Linked DNA regions of Rattus norvegicus: region 1 is linked to region 2. The links are chromatin contacts, called in public Hi-C maps. All regions are on one chromosome and are shown on one strand. The core of a region is the stretch at or near the end of the contact, and the rest is flanking DNA. Distances in the headings are between cores, read along the strand shown. Region 1 holds the start of Mphosph8 (M-phase phosphoprotein 8). Region 2 overlaps Parp4 (poly (ADP-ribose) polymerase family, member 4).

Region 1 (4,817 bases), core at 1,061-3,560, 41 kb after region 2:
TAGAGGAAGGCTGGAAGTAACGCCAGAAAAATGTTTTTTTTTTTTTTTGTTTTACAGTGTCTGCAGCCAAACTTATCCCCAGGTCCCAGGTTAGAGCACCCAGGGCCCATGAGCAGCAGAACTTGTTGTGGCAGCCATTAGAAAAATGTCTTTTAAGTGACTTTTCCTAGCAGTACTGTACGAACATCAAACAATTGTCAGTTATTCATAATCTGCACAAATCATTTTGTTATCTCATTCTCTGATGTATGTTGATAATATCTATGTTGTCTTCCATCTATATCTGGTATCTATCAATCTAATCTAAATGTGTTTTTTAAACCAGTCTGGCTTTGAAGTCTTCACTCTCCCCCCTTAGCCTTAGCCTTTGGAAGGCTGAGGTTATAGGAATGTGACCCGTTCTAAAGTTAGTGTGTCTTTCTGGTGAAAATTCACTCCACACACTTTTTTTTTTTTTTTTTTTTTTTTTGGAGCTAAGGACCGAACCCAGGGCCTTGCGTTTGCTAGGCAAGCGCTCTACCACTGAGCTAAATCCCCACCCTTTGATTAGCCTTTTAAAATACCATGAATCTGGCTCCAGATAATGCTCAAAGAGGGGCCAGCTGTGAACAAATTTTTACTGACTTACATTCATTTTCAGTTTATGCATTCCACATATGCTATTCTTACATCTCATTCAGGTCCCAGCTCCAAGTTACTCTTGGAACAATTTAAACAGAGACAGGAGACTGAAAGTCTGTTCACTCGGGCAGATACAAGATTTACACAGCAAGGATAGTGTCAGAATTACTTCTAAGTATATACACCAGTGTTGTTCTTTTCCGTACTTGTTATCCAGGGTCATCTTGCCCACCTGCCAGAATTATGCTTTTCCTGATGAGGGCACAGGGGACTTAGTGGCAGACTAGGATTTAATGATAGTTGTGACTTGGGATTCAGCCATTGAGCTGTCCCTCAGAGGCATTTTTTTTTTAATAAGGGGGATAGGCTTAATAGCTGATTGTACGTTAGGATTGTCTCCTTTTGTTGTGGGAATGGAGGCTCATTGGAGGTCAATCTTAGGGCACAAACACTAACAGAAACTTTCTCAGCAACCCAAAAACTTCAATTTTGGCCCACAAATTTGTTTCCTAGACTTTGTAATAAGCCTGGTACCTTCCAGTCATATGGGAGGCAAGCTTCTTTGTGAACTCTTTGTAGCATCATTATTACTTACGTTTCTCTTGCATCAACCCCATACCTGCCTCTGTTATTTTCAATTTAATAAGAAGCAAGGGAACTTGGGGACAAACACATACATGGTTTTGGCTTGGTTTATCAGGTGTGAATGATCCAATTAATTAAATATAGCCCAAACCGGGGCAAGCCAGGCAACCTGAGCTCTCTATTTCGAAGGAAAGAACCAACTTTTACTCAGGTGCTGGACTATGCCTCCAACCTTCACCTGCCAGACACTCTATCATTGAACTACTTCCAAAGGCCAACAAGTAAATTCAAAGGCCGACAAGTAAATCCGATAAATTATTATTTACTTGATATAGTGTCTTGCTGTGTAGGTTGACCTTGAATTCTTCAAAAAATCCTGCAGTCTCAGCGTCTTCAGTGCGGGAATTACAGACTTGAGCTTTTCATTTCCTTCCCTCCCTGCCTCCATCAGTGTTGTGTATGTGTGTGTGTGTGAGTGTGTGTGTGTGTGTGTGTGTGCGCGCGCGCGCGCAAGAGATTGAGGGAATTTTCTCGCTTTGTGGATCCTTAGAAATTAAACTCAGGTCCTAATACTTAGCGATCAGAGCGCTGAGCCACCTCCCGGGTCCCCATTATCTTTAAATGCTACTCATTAAAATGAAATATCCCTATAGGCTATATGCAATTGATTCTACTACTGACACCATTTACGCCAGCCAAAACCGTATGTAAGTGTGAAAACATTCCTGGGCAGTCATTCCGCAAAGACCAGTCTCGTTAACACCGAGGGTTCCTTTCCCAGAACCCTCAAGGTCTCCCTGAGATTATCCAAACAACAGGTCTCCACAGACAGCCAGCCTCCCTGGCGTCAGGGAGGTTACATGCTAGGACCGCCCCTCGCACTCTACCCCCCCCCCCCGACCCCTTCCGCTCGACCCCGAGGCAGCGTTCTTCCTCAGAAAGCCTTTCGACCCGCCCATCCACTTCCCGCGAACTCCCCAGGGCTCCTGGGAGCGCCCCTTTGCAGGATTGGCCACTCTGTGTGTCAATCCGAGACTCGACGCCCACAATTGGCTGGCTTCTCCCACTGTCGAGTCACGCCGCAGAAGCGGATTAGGGCGGAGCGGCCAGCGCGCGGAGCTGTCTCGCCGTACGTCGCTGGCGGTTTTTCGCGTTGGTTTGCACAGCGTTTGTGATGGCGGCGGCTACTGAGGAAAACATGAGTGTGGCCGCGCTAGTTATGTCAGTTCCGGACAACATTGGCCGATCTCCCGAGGTGGAAGGAGGTGGAGCAGCGGGCGAAGAGAAGGACGCAGCCACCAAGGGAACGGTGGCGGTTGGGGACAGCGAGGAGGATGGGGAGGACGTTTTCGAGGTGGAGAGGATCCTGGACATGAAGTGCGAGGGAGTACGTGGGGGCTGCGCGGCGAGGACGCGGCCAGAGGGCAGGGGCGGGGGCGGTGGGGGTGAATCCGAGTGGGACGCGGAACAGCCTGGAACAGCCTAGAAGGATGGTGCCGGTCCGTAAGCGCAGACTGACATCCTGGAGAGGACCCTGACCGCAGTCTGTGGAGGATGGATGCTTAGGGTAGTTCTAAGTGTTTTGGCAGAAGAGACGAAGCAGTGACATGGAATGTTGAGAGTCGTAGGATACAAGGCAGCTGGTGGGGGACTTCTGTGGCCTTCAGTATTCGGGTATACGGTTAGGGCTACTGCTTTCCGTTAGGAAGGACTGGAGGAAATCCCACGAGTCGTCATAGTCCCTTCTCCACACCGTTGTCCCAATGTTTTCTAGAAGTAAAAAATGCTCCTTGACTTAAATTCAGGAATTTTCATTCGTCTTCACAATTAAACCCCAGTCACGCCGAGTGCTCGGGACGGTAAAGGTTTCCCAACCCAGTGTCCCTTTCTTTTCTGCTTGTTTTATGATTGTAACTCAGAGATTTAGAGTTAAGTTTGAAAGGAAAATCTTCACACATCATCCTCGGGCACTTAACATCCTCCTTACTGCAATTGTCGTCCCCGGCGGAAATTCCAAGTCTTGGGGTCCATCTGTTTGTGATACCTTTAACACACCACACACACACACACCCGTTTCCCTTACCTGAGAAAAAGGTGCTTTCACGTCTGTCCTTAAGCTCTGTGGAGACCTCTATTTAAGGCCTTGTCTTTTATCTCTACATTTGTCTTTTCTGCTCTAGATTGTGGGCTCTTTTAATCGGGGGATGTGGTTTATATTAATGCTTGAATCACGGACACTTAGTCCAGTAACAGCATGGGCAGATTCGTTATCTGATACTCGAACCCAGGGTTGCAGGCATGCTAGGCAAGAGGTTTACAGCAGAGCTCTGTCCCCCAGCCCCGGGATTATTAAATGAGTAAATGAAATGGGAGTTTGGAGAAAGGAGAAGGTAAGCGCTGTAGATAGGTATCATGCCTATACGATGGTTTGTTTCTATTGTATTTTCTGTCATTTGTTACCTACCATATGCCAACTTTCACCTGTTAATTTTCAATCCAATGGCAAACTTTTTGTTAATGGACTGCTGTTTACCCTGTGCCCTGTTGGCTTGTTGGTAGAGATTTCTTTAAAGTGGTGCTTTTCTCTGAGAACTCCTCTTTTGTTTTGTTTTTGACACAGGGTTTCTCTGTGTAGACCAGGCTGGCCTTAAAACTCACAACTTCCTGCCTCTGCCTCCCTATTGTAGCCTATTTTTTATGTGTATAGTTGTTCAGCCTGTATGTCTGTCTGTCTGCACTACATTTGTGCCCAGAGAAGAGGGCATTTGTTCTCCTAGAACTGAAATTACAGATACTTATGAGCTGCCACATGGGTGCTGGGAATGGATCCCAGATCTTCTGCAAGAGCAGCCAGTGCTCCTAATCACAGAGACAGCAGCTCCAGGCTCCCCTCTGCAGACCTAAGAGGTCGGGTCTCTGAAGTCCAAGCTAGCATAGAGCCTGAGACCTTCCTGCAGTTACTAACACAGGAAACATTTCATGTCAAGGGAGAGTTAAATTATTGAAATTCACTATCGTTATGGAGCTAGAGAGGTAGGGCCAGAATTCAAATCCCCAGAGTTGATGTAAAGTTGAATGCCAGTCTATAAACTTGGTGTTCCTGTAGAGGGGTGGGAGATGGAGACAGGAGAATTACCTGCTATATTATCCTCTTGTCCAGTTGAATAACCAGACTCCCTATCTCATGGTGAAAGGCAAGTTCAAGACTGAGTTTGTCCTCTAAGGTCTACCAGCAGCTGTGGCACACCTATACCCACACAAGCTGGCACTTGTGAATGGCTAGAAGTGGATTCTGGAAAACAAACGAGGGCCTTCTATAAGATCAATAAGCAGCTTTTTTTTTTTTTAAAGATTTATTCATTTATTATGTATAAGTACACTGTAGCTGTCTTCAGATACACCAGAAGAGGGCATCGGATCTCTTTACAGATGGTTGTGAGCCACCATGTGGTTGCTGGGAATTGAACTCAGGACCTCTGGAAGAGTAGTCAGTGCTCTTAACCGCTGAGCCATCTCTCCAGCCCCAATAAGCAGCTTTAATGATTGCTCCAGCTTTTGACTTCCTTTTCTCCCTCCAGACCCTCCTATATACCGCACCTTGCTGACTTTCA
Region 2 (5,386 bases), core at 2,207-4,706:
CACACACATATGTACACACATGTACACATGCATACACACACATACACCAGCCAATATAATAAAAAAAAAATCAAACAACCAGGTAGAAAATCACCTACATTCTTACCATCTACTATGATTCCACAAACATTTTAAGCATTTTGGAAATTTTCTTCTGTCCATCGTTTTAAAATGAACAAGCTGAAGATGGCCACTCACACCCCCAAACCAGCAAAGCCAAGGTGCTTTGATGGCGTGTTTCTTTGCACAAATGTTTAGTTCTTTAAAAACTGTTGGGGTTGGGGATTTAGCTCAGTGGTAGAGCACTTGCCTAGCAAACGCAAGGCCCTGGGTTCGGTCCCCAGCTCCGAAAAAAAAAGAACCAAAAAAATAAATAAATAAATGAATAAAATAAAAAAATAAGGGGCTGGGGATTTAGCTCAGTGGTAGAGCGCTTACCTAGGAAGCGCAAGGCCCTGGGTTCGGTCCCCAGCTCCGAAAAAAAGAACCAAAAAAAATAAATAAATAAATAAAAATAAAAAAATAAAAACTGTTGTTTGCTTTATTTAAATGCTGAGTAGTAAAAATATAGTTGCTATGGGGCACAGGACAAACTAAAAGGACATATAAGTATATATGAGTGTACAAATCTTTATGACGACATTGTATCTCCAGGTTCTCCATAGGAGACGAGCTTGCCTCAGTGAATGATGAATTCCTAGCAGGTGTCCATGATGACACGGAGAGAGGCTGGAAGTAATAAAGCAATGTTATAAAGGACTCAGTGATAAACTTGCTAGGGATATTAAGTCACACAGAATAGAATGCAGCAGCTACAAGAGTGCCACTCCCACACGGCTGGAAGGTGCAGTAGCTGGACTTGTTGGGAGCTGCAGGAACACAAGAAAAGTACAGCTGGCTTCTGATGTAACTTCGCTCAGGCTTACCAACACTTCTGTCAAGCTTTGTCGCCAAGACTACCATCCATTAGCCGCTATTCCCATATAAAAGAGCGTCACTCTGCCTGCCAGGCAGCATGACCCCAGCTCACAGCTGCCCTAAAAGAACAACGCCAATCTGATTCAAAACAACTGGGACAGTAGTTTTGCTGTGCACAGCTCCCACTTGTCCAAAATGGCGGCGCTTCCGTTTCTGTCTCTTTAAACATGTTTAATTGCTGAGAGAATAACTCGGAGCTGGGCCCTAACAGAGATTTTCAGATGACAGCATATGTAGAATATCACAGCTCAAGATCTATCAATGCTGTAAAAGATTTCTGCTCAGGACCAGCTTCTCTCTGGGCATTTGCTAGATCAGATGTGCGGTGCTGTTAAAGAGCTTTCTCCTCGTTACTCCCTGGGTGCTTGGAGTGAATCTTCGCTGGGGTTAGGGGTGATAAAAGGAAGCTTAGTTTGTCATAACAGCTAGAATGTAGAGGCTATCATGTGCAGCTGCACATAATGGATGGACATGTCTTAAGATTGTGACACTTGCTCTTCTGCAGTCTGCAGCACCTTCCATGGGGAACACAGACTTCTGGAAAGTTCTCCGCTATCTTAGTTTCCTGTACCCTTCAGAAGGGTTGCGGAACATTCTCCTCATATCCGATGGCCACCTTCAGAGTGAGAGTCTGACCTTGCAGCTCGTGAAAAGAAATATCCAGCACACCAGAGTGTTCACCTGCGCTGTTGGGTAAGTTCCAGAGATCTGGTCACCATAGCGACAAAGATGGCTAGTGGACAAGTCTTTACGCTGTCTGTCCGGGAACTTTGCAAGCTTGGAAGTTGGTATAAGACATGAAATCTGTATGCTGCAAGGAGCTGAGCTCTTCTTGCCTTAGGACGGTGCTGCCAGAGGCTTACAACCGCAGGGACCCTGAGCAGGTCATTTCATTTGTAAAATGGGCCTCGTGGGACTGTTACTTAGCACAACAGTTCAGATGACCAGCTTGTCCTGAGCAGCCTGGCACAGCTCCCTGGGGCATGTGCATGGTTGGCAATGCCTGCTCTTGGAGCTGCATCTGCCTCTCACCTGCCTTCTCCCTCTCCTGTGTTATCAGGTTTCTGCATTTGCATCGAAGTCCAGGGGTCATAGTCATTCCTCTAGTTGTTGGAATGGTAGCTGGCATCTGTGTTAGGAAAAGGCAGGGAGGGTCTCCTGCTGTCCCCGCAGGGCCCCTGCCTGGTGGCTGGCCCTGAAGCCCAGACATTCTTCCTGCACAGCTTCTACCCCAGGACACCAGGAACCCCTGTTCTGAGGCAGGAGGTAAGGCAGATTAGGAGATGGTTTGTAGACTGCAAGTGAACCCTGAGTACAAGCTCTGGGCTCTATCCCAGCTTCCTCAAAGCCTCTGAAGGCACTCCACCGCTACTGATGATAATGAAAGACCAGGGGGGTGGGGAAGACCCCCACTCAAATCTCGAGACAACACAACCCCCAAGAACTCACAAGAAACCGGTCTTGATGTAATGAACAAGAGGTGTATTTGAGGAACCAGAGCTCTGGGAACGACACGTATCTCACACAGGAGACAGAAGAGTCGACCCCGAGCCCAACTAGGGGAAGGTATTTATAGGGAAAATTACATAGGCAGTTGGCAACAGCCACACAAAGCAAAGCAATTTTACTGGTTTGTTTACATTGGCACACATGATCTAGCTTGGGCTCAGTCCAACTCCAGTCCACCCTGCCTCTGGGGTAAGCTGACCCCAACTCTTTTTCCTCAGGACTGGTAAGTCAGGCCTTATTGAGGCCAGGTGTCTTACGTTGAGTCAGGCCTTATTGAGGCCGGATGGTCTATGCAGAGCTAGGCCTTATCGAGGCCAGGTGGTCTATGGCCGGACTACTTTCCCATAACATGTGATGTTATTCTTTTGTGAGGTGCACTGGCCCTCACAGCAGGGACAGTGGGGGATAGTTTAAAAATCTTTATTCTTTCAATAAAAGTGGAACTGGCTGCTCCCACACCTCTCTCCACACCTCTGTTTATTTTGTTTCCCCTTTGTATCGGTTGTTTTGGTTTGTTTTAAGACAAGGTCTCACTCTGTAGACCAGGCTAACCTCAACTTAGAGATCTACCTGCCTCTGCCTTCCAAGCACTGGGAATAGAGGAATGCAGCGCCAACTGCCTGGCTTTATTTACTGTTTGATATTTCTGCTGTGGAGGTCTCTGCAAACACCCTGGCCAGAAAGAGTGTCATTTGTGTGAGGCAAGAAAGAAGTCTGCTTCAACACAACTCACTAGAAAGTGTTCATTCACATTTCTAGAGTCTGAACCGGGACGTTTATTTTAGGCATATTTGAGCACAATACATTTGGGGGGGGGGGTTTCTTGGTATAAAACAATCCTGTGTGTACAATGAAGCTTAAGGCATAGTCACATCAAAGCTCTTACAGGTTACCTTAAGGGAGCTATTGTGGTCACCATCATGCAGATAGCACAGAGGTCACCAGACTACTGACCATCTCCACTCCCCGCCTTCGGGGTAGAAAACAGGTTGCACAACTCTTCCTTTGAAGAGGCAACCCTGCATGATTAACAGTCCTGGATTTCCTAATGCTAATCTGCACAAGGACTTTGTACCCCCTACATTTTGCCAAGGCTACATTGACTCAAGAGCCCCACTTGCCTTGGGTATGCTTGACCATGAGCAGCACCCTGGCTGCATTTAATCTGTTTAACTCGGGAACAGAAAAGTAAATTCTTCCCTCATTTTTCTTGACATCGTTAACATCTGTTTACCAACTATGTCTAGAATGTCTTGAAAATTACTGGGTGTCATGGCACAAATTTATAATCTCAGCTAGTGACAGGTTGAAGTTAAGAAACAAGTTCAAGGCCAGCACAGGCCACTGAGTAAGACTAATGCATCTCAGCCCGTCATAATGTTACATACCTGTAAGAGGTGGAAAGGTTGCCCCAAGTTCAAGAATAGCCTGGGTTACAGAATGAGACTTTTATAAAAAAAATAATAATAATAATAATTAAAATTCAAAAGAAGAAGAAAAAAATGAGGCAGAGGCAGGTGGATTTCGGTGATTTCGAGGACAGCCTGGTCTATAAAATGAGTTCCAGGACAGTCAGGGCTATTATACAGAGAAACCTTGTCTGAAAAAAAAAATGTCTTTAATTAAAATGTGTGAAATGTGCTCAGTTCTACAGCGAATCGTCACATCCTAAGGACCTTGTCTCAGTGTGGTGCTGGAGTGTTTGAGTATTTTAACTCAAAATCTAAGCACAGTTGGAAAAAACAGGTATGTAGGTTTCTTTTTAAAATATCTTATCTGTACTCGTTTGTTTACATATAGAAATCCTGTCTTCTTACAAGTCTGGTAGTGACTTCTACCTTTTGTGAATAGGCAAGACCTACAAGGAAGTCAGAGGTTTTTTTTTTTTGGTTCTTTTTTTTTTTCCGGAGCTGGGGACCAAACCCAGGGCCTTGCGCTTCCTAGGTAAGCGCTCTACCACTGAGCTAAATCCCCAGCCCCGAAGTCAGAGGTTTTAATACATCTTTAATAATAAGAGAGGCCAAGCCGGACAGGGCAGTGTATGCCTTTATTCTCAGCACCTCTCTTCCCTGTGCCCCACAGCACTGGATTACAGACGTGACCACACCCCATGGCTAGTCCTTCATCGTGATTTGCGTAAATCATGATGCCCACAAGACTTACAAATCCAAAGTGGTCTAACCATCATTTCCAGCCATTTTCAGAACCTCACATCTAGTCTACAATAATTTAATATAAATTAAATATAATAATAACTCTTATTGCCTTCAGTGCTGGACAATATCTGTTCTATTTCCAATCTTTTTGAGTTTGCCTTTTCCAGATATTTCTAGATGCACAGGCATAAAACATTTGTTCTTTTGTGTCTGGCTTATTTAACTTAGCGTAATGCCCACAAGACTTATCGGTATTGTGTTGTTGACAGAATTTCTTTTCATTTTAAGGCCAAATATTTTATTCTTTTTTTTAATTGGGTTTTGATAAAAGGAATCTCATGTAACCCAGGATGAGCTGAGGATGGACTTGAACTCCTGACCCTACTGCCCCATCAATCCAAGTGTTGAGATTACAGGCATGGGTCACAATGCCCATCTGAGGGATGAATAATAGTGTGTCAAATACTCATATATGATTATTCTATCATAAATAGGTGATAAAGGGAGAGATAGAGAGAGACTGGGAGAGGTGCACAGACACCTCGTTGTATTTGGTAATTATCAGTGAACGTGGCCTATTCCCACCACAGGCTGCTGTGAATGGTGCTTGCGTGAATGCTGGCACACACTACCTGTCGAGCCCTTCCAGTTGTTCAGCTCTGGGTTTGTACTCAGGAGGGGAACTCTTTTTTGCACAGCAGCTGCACAGTTCCCATTCCCACTGGCTATGATCCAGAGCTGCC

What was found. A called contact is a pair of places that touch in the nucleus more often than the background predicts.
Region 1: a contact with region 2 is called in a Hi-C map of liver, with 2.5 times the contacts expected there. The contact joins the promoter of Mphosph8 here to the enhancer-like site in region 2. A contact is called at or near these places in 2 of 12 Hi-C or Micro-C datasets (hepatocytes and liver).

Annotation. Positions count from the first base shown.
Region 1 is chr15:34,913,859-34,918,675 of GRCr8, forward strand. It overlaps Mphosph8 (M-phase phosphoprotein 8), which reads left to right and starts at 2,311. Exons shown (of 14, transcript NM_001017375.2): 1 at 2,311-2,593. The coding sequence starts at 2,381. LOC120097219 (small nucleolar RNA SNORA5) reads right to left here and starts at 217; the gene lies at 55-217.
Region 2 is chr15:34,871,220-34,876,605 of GRCr8, forward strand. Parp4 (poly (ADP-ribose) polymerase family, member 4) reads left to right here. Exons shown (of 34, transcript NM_001427093.1): 24 at 1,484-1,671; 25 at 4,134-4,233. Among named protein-coding and RNA genes, the nearest start is that of Mphosph8, 42 kb to the right of the region's middle. Within about 2 kb of position 3,457, at least 4 of the 93 cell types and tissues checked have an H3K27ac peak or open chromatin away from gene starts, as enhancers often do. A contact at or near this core is called in liver, where this site is marked.